2 separate regions of the Anas platyrhynchos genome follow, and region 1 is linked to region 2. The links are chromatin contacts, called in public Hi-C maps. All regions are on one chromosome and are shown on one strand. Each heading gives the region's core, a stretch centred on a gene start, on an enhancer-like site or on the middle of the called end of the contact. The rest is flanking DNA. Distances are from core to core; before and after follow the strand shown.

Region 1 (5,907 bases), core at 166-2,665, 110 kb before region 2:
AAAAGCCTGAGGCAGGAAGGTTTACAAAGAACCCTAAATCTAAACCCTAATAAAAATGCAAATCTTTACTGCTGCTGTACTTCTAATCTCCTAATTACACTAGAGGGAATAACCAGCATTTCCCTTCAACCCATGGTCACCAAGGAGTGAGCTGATACAGAGGAAGACAGATAAAACACAGCAAACTGGAAAGGAGAGCATACCTTGCTGCACGCAAATAAAAGCAAAGACTTTGTTCAGTGACACTTACACTTAAAAAATAAAAGCATCATTAATTTGTCCTAATTCTGCATTTTACCCTGCTGTCATGAGTCTGACAGTAACCATCATTAGAACATGTGCTCTTTACAAACAAACCAGCCCTAAAGATATCCTCTTACCTGTTATGTTTTGTTTTGAATAAAAAGCCCCACAGAATACAAGAAGCCCCAGTCTATTTATTTTATAGGACAACCACTGAGGAGGAACAGCCACAAACTCACAGTAACTGACCTCTGGGAGACATCAACAGTAAAATGACTAAGCGAAAAGAATGTTATAACAGCAGGCTCCTCTCATTTAAATTCCTGGCACTGGATGTTTTAATGGCAATCAGAAGCCAGGTAAGACAGACAACCTTGTGTCAGGTACCAGACACAAGCCCCTACCTAGTGAAAGCAAAACCCAACCTGAAACAAGGAGATGGTAACAACCTTCTGGATGTCTTACTGCAGGAGAAACCAAGAACCTGTCTGTGTGTATTTCATTTACCTGCACACAGCCCACGAGGTGCACCACGGCTGCTTGTGGGCAGCTTTACGACCCCAGCCAGCCACGAGTGAGCACACAACCACGCTGCACAGGAGGAGGAGATGTGCTGCCACCATCCTCTGCTGGCACAGGTGGCCGTGATCCTGCAGCTGCCTGCAGCATGCCTGGCATTTGCAACCCCAACTGACTTTCGGGCCAACACGTATTTAACTTACTGAGTTCAGGCAGCAGAAGACAGATGGAAATACTTCAGCTAGGAACAAAAAGAACAACACGGCTCGCTAAACACAGCTTGTTTGATCTTGCTGGTCTGAGAAGTTTCCAGCACAATCACAAACCATCTTCTCTCCAAGGCATCTCCTCTAAGATACCATCTCCCCTCCAAAACCTCAGGCTCATTATCTCTGTACCTTTAAATCTACAAATGCGCAGGATACCCTATGAGGTAAGATAATTATCTTTCACAAATGCATACAACAGACTCACTACGTGATGTCCTCTATCTCCTCCTACAAATAGCTGCACAATTGCATCAGAATTTTCTGCTAATAATTACTGCTTATTTCTGGTCTGCGAAACACAAAAAAAGGCAGCAGTTATAAGCAGAGCACGCCGCAGATGAGAGCTGGATGTAGGGGCTGACTCAGTGGCTGGGCTGTGTCGGTACAAAAGCAGCGTTGGGTTACAGGACAGCAGTCACACCAGCGGCTGGGAGGGGTAAAAATATCTGCCCTGACAACAGCACTGGGATTACTCATATGACTCTTGAAGCAGCAGGAGCAAGACTGTCAAGGGAAGAAATTATTATTTTTAAGAGATCTGAAAAGCGGAAGCATTGTTGATTATAATTAGCACGTAATCTGAAACTGACTATACCATGCAGCACACATGAGACAAGACAATTAGCATTTAATTAGGAGCTTTGTGCACTTTCTTCTATCTCTTTGATAGCTCAAATGATTGCTGTAGAGTCTCTCTTGCTCTTCTTTTGTTCTAATTCCTTCCATAAAATTTATTTTTTTCCCAGATTTTGATGGTTATTTTCTAAAAAATATTTATTGTCTTAAAAATTTCTTTTATCACACGTTAAGTGAATCTGCTACCTAAAACTTCTCATTTGACTGGAAAACCAAATGGATTTACCCAGACTGAAATACTTATCTGAACAGAAGACTCAACAGATTTCCAAAAAGTCCAGGCCATGCAAACGCATGAGCACGTGCACATGAACATGTACGATCCCATTAAAACCGGTGTGATCATTCATGCCTTTTGCTGTCAGACACATTTGACTTAAAAGCTTAGCAATTTTTAATCAGGCAAAAACTCCTCAGACCCAGGCTAAAATGGTACAGAGCAGCTCTAGTGGCAGCCTGGGACTCGGGTCAAAAAGTCAGGAAAAATAACGAGGTCTGATCAAGAAGGAAAAGTTTAAGCCAAGTTAAACTCCTGCATTCCTCCCAGCCTCAAAGCTGACAAGCTGCCCTGAGAGCAGATGTTGCAGAGCCGTATTTCCTCTGGTAACCTCAGTGAAGGCCACACACACATTTCCAACTGGCTAAATTCTCTCTTCCACGTTTCACAGACCTGGAATGACAGCCCTCTTCACAGAAACTTCCAGCTTTGGCTTGCAACTGCTTATAGGAAGGTACTACAGGAAAAATCGTAATAAGCTGCCATAGAAGGTGATATTGCCTGGCTCCTCAATGGCTGCTGTCTTCCACAGGGATATCCTGGACATTTCTGTGCATAAAGAAACCTGGATCCGAGAAGCCTGGAGGGGAGGTGGTATGTTAAGGGTCTTAAAGCACAACCTTTGAGCAGGGTTTTAACATTGGGCCTTCAATACTAGAGCACATTTACTGCCACTCACATTACAGGAACAAGCTCAGGCAAAACCATTGGCGCAGTGACCCTGGATCTAAGAGTGCTAAACAAGAGCAGTTTCAGCCACTGGTCTCCTGTGATGACACAGAGAGAGCAGGTAGCATGCACAGAAGAACACAGCATGTCTATAATAACCATAAAAAGACAGAAAAAGTCAATTTTCTCCAAAAGACCCCTTCATTTTCCTTTGAGCTGCCTCTCTACTGTCTCTTGAAAACACAAGATAGAAGAATTTGGGTTATTAATTCAGCTCCCCATAACTACCAAGTTCCTCAAACTGGTCCAAAGAGCATCATTTTTTAGGGCTGCTAAAAAGTAACATTAGCTGGGTGCAGACAGTCCTGCATAAAGCATACCCTCGGTAGGAGAGCTGAATTTAGTCTCATTAACAAACGTAGACAGATCAGACGGCTGCGGGTAATCCTGCTTGTCCGTGTTCAGGTCCACAGTCATGCAGGTCCACTTCTGACTGGTCACCGAAGACGCCAGTTTCTCCTCATCTGTCGCATGAACCACCGTGGATATGACAGGAGGTGTTTCTGGAGTAGGCAGTGGGGTGGGATCCTGCAGAAAACAAGGGCTGATTAATGCTCTTCTCTTCCATTAAGAGGCAGAATAGTCAACGCTGAATTCCTCTGCCTGACCATGGTCATCTTTTTAATTCCGTGCTCTTCACTGCAGCCCTGTGTAAAATCCTTACAGAAAAATATGAAGCGTTTCACTGGGAACTGTACTAGTGACAAGTCCTCCTAGTGTAAATAAACTCTCTGATGATAAACACTCATGTTGCAAAGCTGCCTTGATAACAAGGAAGAAAGAGAACCCAGAATGGTTTAAATCTGTCAGGCACTTGACATAAGTGGCACCCATCACCCGTGGCAGAAGTCCCTGAGTAGCTACACGGACTTTTTAGGCTTCCCTCAAATGAGCAAGCCTGCCTAGGGCTGAGAGGTCAGGAACCCTTTCTTCACTTCTCTGCTGTCGATAAAAGGGGAGGACAGCCGAGGGGAAGATGAAAGCAGCACGGAAGGAGCCGTGCTGCATCAAAGCAGTTGGGCTCTTACACACAGAGCAGCTTTTGTTAACTCCTCTTCCAAGAAAGCCACCTGCTGGCTGTTTACGACAAGGAATAAAACCATCCAAGCACATGCTCCTGGTAGAGCAGCCCATGTGTTTTATTTCTGTTTTCCTTCCAGCTCACCAGCTTTATGCGTTCAGTTTCTCACCTTCTGATATCAATTTTCCAAGGTGGGCAGTTAGCTTCATTTTTCAGACTGATACCTGACTTAAAGATATATATTCATCTTGCTGCTCTGTTGTAATGTAGGGCTTCCCAAAGTATGTTCAGAATAGTCTATTTGCATTTCCAGGGCTAAAATACATCATATGCAGGCCAAAAGTCTGATACCTTATGATTATAGGCCTACGTGCTACGCTTGGACATCAATATGCTTATATTCTTTACATCAACTCTTCTATTACTAAATTCTATATTTAAGTAACTCAAATTTCTCTCCAAGAATACAATTACATGGATCACAGTGGTACAGTACTTTACCTGAGAAGGAGGATCGGATAGCGGGGATCTTTTTGGTGATTTTTTCACCCTAAAAGTATCACTAAAAATAGAATTAAAACAGTTAATATGGTAATACCAGAAAGAATCGTGTCATTTCACACTTAGCAAGAGGCAGCTACAGAAAATGCAATCTCTGTAAGCCTTTCTGCTTTAAAATCCCATCCATGAGGCAGCAGCACCACAGAGAAACATGCTGAAGGGGCTTATTTTTGTCATGCACTTGGAACAGGCCTTGATTCCCCCAAAAGCTGAGAAAAGCAGGATTGCCATATTTCTAAATTCACTGAAAAAAAAAGTACTGACACGTTTACAGAACTGCTCCATTGCAATTCAAATCCCTGCTCCACCCCAGGCATCCTCAGTGGCCTCAAGCAAACTACTTAGCTTGTCTGCTTCAGTTTCCCACCTGAAAATCAAGCCCAAACCACAGCTTTACAAGAATGACCTGAGAATTAAAATCCTGATAGATTTAATCAGCAAGCTCTAAGAAGCCCATAAGTTATTAAAATGAGAAAGAATTGGGTATGCTTTGGATGAACTACACAAAAAAGTGAGGCCGGTGCTGTTGCCAAGATGCCAGCACAACGCTCCATCTTTACTCATACACCCATCAGTCCCCCCCTAAAAACAGCCACACCAACCAATATGGCAATTCTGCTTCCCCTGACAGCTCAAATGCCAACTGGCACTACACACACTGCAGCCCTTCAGAATCCCCCAAATTTGAAACAGGCAAAAGAATGAAGAATATGTGATATATTTATGAGTATTGCCTTTATGTTTATTCATGACTGGTTGAAAGTATTTTCTGACAGGGACATACACCAATGATTACCTGGTCTCTAGCTGTGTATCCCCACAGCTACTCAAACACATTTTTGCTACTAACTAGAAAAGGCAGAAAATATCACACCAAACTCACTGATAAAGATTTAATGTTAGAATTTGAGATGCAATGCTAAAAATTACTGCCCGTCAGCTCTTCCCTGATCAATAAGTGGCAAGGTCAACAGTGGAAATTATAATGGAGGGTTTCAGTTGGTAGAGGGTGGATCAATACCACATCTGTAGGGGAAAATAAATTGGGCAGCTGAATATTAGGGTGTTCGATGCTACTAATTATCTAGTTAGGATGCTGGAAATAATTGGGATAACTTATTCCTTTAAGAAGGAGAAACACTTCATGCAGTATTTAAGCAAGAGTGATTATACGATGTTGTACAATAGCAGAAATAAAACTTTACTGTATTAGCTCAAGGATAGGAAATCTGTATGGTTTTTAAAAGAGGATCTTCTCTGACAGGCAAACAGATAATGAGGCACCAGATTCCTCTAGCTCATTCACAGGCAGGCGTTTTACTTAAAAAAGCTTTCGTATGTGCCAGTGAAGTGACACAGCTAGCATAAGAGCTTCATGCTGATTAACTGATCATGCTGCAAAATAAATGAGTAAAATTAAAAAGCCCACAAATCAAAGCAGAAACTTGAAATGTTAGCTGAGAATTACTTACAACAGAGAACATACAGACATCACATCTTCTACCATCCTAAGACAAAGAAGACAAAGAAAAGAGAGACAGACAGAAGGAACTGACAAAAAAGATAAACCTACAAACAGTCCGTTAATGTTAATGTGTTAAGGCAACCCGGTCATGCACATCTTCTACCTGCGTAAGGTCAACCTCTACTTT
Region 2 (5,358 bases), core at 2,025-4,524:
TTCAAGGGAAATGCAAAAAGTTTATTCTTTAGTATCATACGCAGCAGTCTTAGGCAGAGACTAACCTGTCACATTTTAAAATGTTTTTTCCATTAAATCTTGGAAACACCTGCAGGCAGATTGGGGATCTTTGCACCAGAAGAGTGATTTTCTAGAACCGGGCAAATGATTAGATTTGTTACTAAATCTTCTGGTGGTAGGTCCAGAGTTTATTGGCTGTAGATGAGCACCAGCATGCTGGGCAGCTCCTGAGCTGTCTGAGACGCACAGTCACCACCACTGGTAATTAACTTTGCAGCACTGTAAGAAATAACATTATTTCTCTGTACTTCATGACAACAGGGACTGCCTACTGCTTGCTGAAATACAGCATCCATCTGAGCAGCTGTATCATGATATATACAAAACGTGCAGTGCTCAGAACTGAAATTCAGCTGGAGGCTCTAGTTCGGTTCTACCTGCCACATAGCCCTGTGTCACTCTCTAGCCATGAGACAACACACTGAGGTTTGTGCTGGCTGACACTTCCACTCCTGAAATGCTGTCTTCTTGCAGAATAATGCAGTTATACCTTTCTGTTCATTGCTCCCAGATTTGGTTTCCCTAGATGACCCAAGAGGAGACGATACTTGATTATGCTGTCTGAAACCACCAGTCCATCCTCTGCAACACAAACACGGAGTAGGAATTAGGAATAGCGCCCAACTTCTGTCTCACACATAGCTGTGTAGCACGTGCTGTGACAGACTGGTCCACATGGAGAACAGCAGAAGGCTTCTCCTCTCCTCCTACCACTCCCAAGTGACATATGTAGCTTCAGTGAAAGAGGTTTTTGTGATGAAACTGAAAACTGATTTCACATTGCACTCCACTGATCCATGTGGGGAGGTCTTTCTTCCCATGTAAATACAAGCTGCTGAAGGACTGCAATGGTAATTGTTGAAATCATTTTATAGTGCGCAATATTCTTGTTAAAAGTGAATTTGTATGCTGTGCAGTATTTGTCGTGCCATTCTGCTTTTTAGTGTTTAATTTTTTGTTAATGTGGGTTGCCTCTTTTAGAACACTTTGCCATTTTATTGTACACTCGAGACAAAGAACAGTCTGTGGGATGTTTTGCTCTTGTACCCAATGAGTAAAAGGCCCTGCTTGTCTAAGCACCAAGAAAGGTCAAACATGGATTTCAAGAAAGCAAGCATCATCTTCAGAAACAAGATTAGTGTTTGTATGAGACTGGATACAACCCCATTTCCTCAGCAAGGCACCGAACCCTCCAGCTTGTACTGAACCTTTCCCTGTGCCTTGCACCCACCTCAGCATTTTGCATTTTGCTCTGCATTTCAAAGTCCTTGGAACAGGGAACATTTCTTACTATTTGTGCATTGCACTGTACAATGGGCCCCAGTCTTGTTTGGATCCTCTTGTGAGACTTTTTGTGTTAGGGTCTAAAAGCATATTGCTCATAATCAACTTGAGACACAAATTTGACAGCACGCTACTAGTCACACAAAGAATAGGAAATTGTTTAATAGCCAGAACTATAAGTCGACCTTTTGTATTGAAAACCAAAATAGTTTAAAAATATATTTTGAAAGATCATTTATGCATATTTTACAGTCTGTAGTCCAGCAGAAGTAGTGATTTGGGGAAGACAAGGTAGATCCATGGCACTACATTAAATCAGTCTCACCTATGAAGATGTTTTAGAATACCTGCTAAAAATACTCTAACAAAACTCTGTGATGATTAAAGCAACACAATAGTATTAATCACATAATGAAGTACAGTGAAATCTATTTATATTTTGCAGGATTAATTTGAACTTATAAGCAGAGAAAACTACAAATATATTCCTAGGTTGCTTGCAAAGAAAAGGTATATGCTTACATTTAACAAAGTTCTTAAAAATCAACTTTTAATGTTCAGTGTTGTTCCTCTAATGGTGTATTATAATAAAACTTATAATTTGGAATTTCTGTGTCAAATTACATAGGGTAAGCATTTTAAAAAGACAAAATATTGTGGTGTATGTTGCCTTTGAAACCATGTTTTTGGTTAAAGTCACCATTTATGATAACTTTGTTGGAGTCAACGGATTCACACAAGCAATTTATTTTGATGGGCAATCCACTTGCATGGATCAGCACAGTTCCTGGGCAACATTTATACAACAGTATTTGTACAACAGTTCTGATGGTTATGGTCAAGTATGAGAAAATAAGTGCCCATTTGCTGGGCTACTGCTCCCAGGTGGAAGCCAGATCCAGCATCACAAGCCCAACCCTAATGATGCTGGTACAGGGAGAAGAACAGAACGAGAGAGGTGAAATTATCTACTAAAATAAGGGTTTGGTCTGTAACATAAACTCATTCCTCATTAAATTAAAATTTTAATATAGCTGAATTTTCTGGACTTGTTTGGGATCTTGTTCTGGACTTGGTTTGGGATCGTTTAAAAATACAGACTGTTATTTCTTCCAGCCTGGTAAATTAATAGCATGCATTCTCTCATCTAACTTTGGTGTCTTTTGTATAAACTATGCTGCTGCTCCTAATTAACTAGCTTACCTGTCTGTTCCACTTCAGAGCATGCATTTGTTAATGTATGTGTAATATAATGTGTTTGTATTTGTATTTGTTAATGTATGTGTGGTATAATGTATGTTAATGTATGAGCACAGACCTTTACTTAGTGACTAATTAATCTATGTGTATTATATTGGTCTATTCTCCCACATGCCTGGTGACAGGACGAGGGGGAACAGGCTAAAGTTGCGCCAGGGGAGGTTTAGGTTGGATATTAGGAAGAACTTCTTTACTGAGAGGGTTGTGAGGCATTGGGATGGGCTGCCCAGGGGAGTGGTGGAGTCACCATCCCTGGAGGTCTTTAAAAGATGTTTAGATGTTGAACTTAGCGATATGGTTTAGTGGAGGACTTGTTAGTGTTAGCTCAGAGGTTGGACCGGGTGATCTTGAGGTCTCTTCCCACCTAGATGGTTCTGTGCTGTGTCCAGTGGAGATGCTCAGTCAGGTGCCTGATCCCTTTGCCTGCAATTTTTACCTCATCTTCCCCTCAGATATCAGAAAAGCTCGAAAGCAGATGAAAGATGTGGCGGTATTCCCCACGGATTTATTCCCCACGGCTTTATTCACCACAACTTCCCACCCCTAACCCCAGCCAAAGCTCGGAGCCCCCCCTCAGCCGAGCTGCGGGGCAGGTGCCGCCTCTGGGAGCCGCCTCCATTGGCGTCGCCGCGCGGGCGTCGCCCCCTGCCGGGGCCGTTCCGCCATAGCCGCCCCGCTCCCGCTCCGCCATTGAGGCTGGGCGGGAAGCCGCCGCCGCCCGTTGCTCCCTCAGCTCGGGCCGCGGCCGCCATTTGCCGCCGCCGCGGGGGCTCGGCCCCTGCCTTGCCGGCGGCGATGTCGGAGGCGGGCGGCAGCGGCGAGTCCTCCCCGCGGGGCTCCGAGCCGGGCTCCGGCCGCTTCTCGCTGCCCCTCGCCTCCCAAAACGGCTCCGCGGAGCAGCGGCGGCGGCGGCGGCTCTCCAGCAGGCTCGGCCGGCCGCCGGCCGTCGGGGAAGACGAGGAGGAAGAGGAGGAGGAGGAGGAGGAGGAGGGAGGAGGAGAAGGGCCGCGGAGGGCGGAGGGCAGCGCGGACGAGCGCAGCCGGAGGATGATCCGCAACCAGTACCGGGAGCTGATCTGCAGCGTGCAGCGTGAGCAGCGGGGCTGGGGGGCCCTCACCCCTTACCCATCCCCCCCAGGCCTCCTGGCAGTGCTGGGGGGGCTCCTGCCCAAACGGGAGGAGGGGTTTCGGCTGCTGCCATGTGCAGGGGTTGTGTGTTTGTAACGTTGGGACCCTTCCCGCTCGAGGAGGCGCTGCCGGGTGGAGGAGGATGTGGTGTGGGTTTCTGCAGCCTCGCTGTGTTTGTAGGGCTGTTTGATAAGAGAACACAGCACAGTTTGTGGACGGTGACTGTATATATATAAGAAAAGCAACTGTGTTATGTCCAGGTATTGAGCACGCTCTTAAACGAACGTACATAGCTGTTGGGAATTGCACATCTCAAAGCCTTGTTAAATTGTACTCACATCATTACACACAAGTAAGTTGTTTCGCCTGGTGATCTTCAGAAATCACCAGGCATACATTTTTCCCTTTCTTCTATATTTATTTTTTTCCTGGAAGTCCCTGATTAATGTGAACATATAACATGAATGACACCAAGAAGGCTACAGTTTGGCACAGGTACAGGTGTTTAGCTGGGACTAACAGGAATCGGATCCACCGGGTTGTGAGCAATTAAATGAGTTTTGGAGTGGTGAAATTGATGCACGTACCTAACACAACTTCAGTAGATGGTGCAGTTCCACGTAAATTCAGCTGCATGAATCATATTCCTTTGAAATAAATGGAAAATTGCCCCTTCAAACCAATCTAATGCATTAGCATTAATAAGAACAGAGACTAAAAATCTTGCAGTGAATCTTTGACTGTATTCCATATCTGTTATTTATAAAGGAATACAAGCAAGACAGTTTTGAGTAAGGAGTAAATGTGTATTTCTTGGTGCTTCCATATTTAAGTGATTTAGGATTTCATTTGTGTCCTGTCCACCTAGAAAACCGTGAGGATGTGCTGAGTTCGAAAAGCAACAGACTGACAGAAGCTTTGGAAGAAGCCAATAAACTGTTCAGTGGAGGTAAAACAAATTCTGTAGTCCTTGTTAGACATGATTGCTTGAGTAAATAACGTCTTAATAAACAAAATGGCAAGAAGATGAAGTTTATATCCAAGTACTTTGGCATAAAAAATAATGTATAACTCGAAATAGATTTGTTAAGCTGAAGAGGAATTGTTTGAATAAGGTTATATGGGAAAACAAATTTCTCTTTTTTAATGTTTATTTGCAGTTAGAAATGCTTCTTGCTTTATGTTGACTTTCTAGGAAAACATACATAAGTAGTACCCAAGATGTTAGTGTAGGTAGGCTTGTTTCACTTGGAGAGAAGCAAAAAAAACTGTCAATGAAATACACTCTTGATTTTTCAAGATAACTTGTTAGTTCTCCATGCTTGCCTTTGCCAGGCTTATCCTCTACTTTTTCTTTTTTTTTTTAAATGTAAATATGAGTATTCTGTAAGAAATTGCACTACAGCCTGCACTTGAATTCATTGCAATAAGATGATTTAGAGAATATCCTGGGTATAGAGCTTTGTTTGCTGAATTTCATTGTTTCTGGCAATGGCTTGTTATTAATATACAGCCTTTTTCTTCTGTAACAGTTTTGTGTGCACGAGAGGCTGCGCTGGATGCTCAATTTCTTGTCATAGCATCAAATCTAGGAAAGGAGAAAGC

What was found. A called contact is a pair of places that touch in the nucleus more often than the background predicts.
Region 1: a Hi-C map of skeletal muscle shows a contact between it and region 2, with 2.3 times the contacts expected there. The contact joins the enhancer-like site here to the promoter of NSMCE4A in region 2. A contact is called at or near these places in 3 of 8 Hi-C or Micro-C datasets (liver, skeletal muscle and subcutaneous adipose tissue).

Annotation. Positions count from the first base shown.
Region 1 is chr6:36,769,784-36,775,690 of IASCAAS_PekinDuck_T2T, reverse strand. TACC2 (transforming acidic coiled-coil containing protein 2) reads right to left here. Exons shown (of 24, transcript XM_072039875.1): 10 at 5,728-5,763; 11 at 4,196-4,256; 12 at 2,994-3,201. Among named protein-coding and RNA genes, the nearest start is that of PLEKHA1, 69 kb to the left of the region's middle. Within about 2 kb of position 1,415, at least 2 of the 8 cell types and tissues checked have an H3K27ac peak or open chromatin away from gene starts, as enhancers often do.
Region 2 is chr6:36,666,820-36,672,177 of IASCAAS_PekinDuck_T2T, reverse strand. It overlaps NSMCE4A (NSE4 homolog A, SMC5-SMC6 complex component), which reads left to right and starts at 3,274. Exons shown (of 11, transcript XM_027460511.3): 1 at 3,274-3,715; 2 at 4,622-4,702; 3 at 5,286-5,358. The coding sequence starts at 3,421.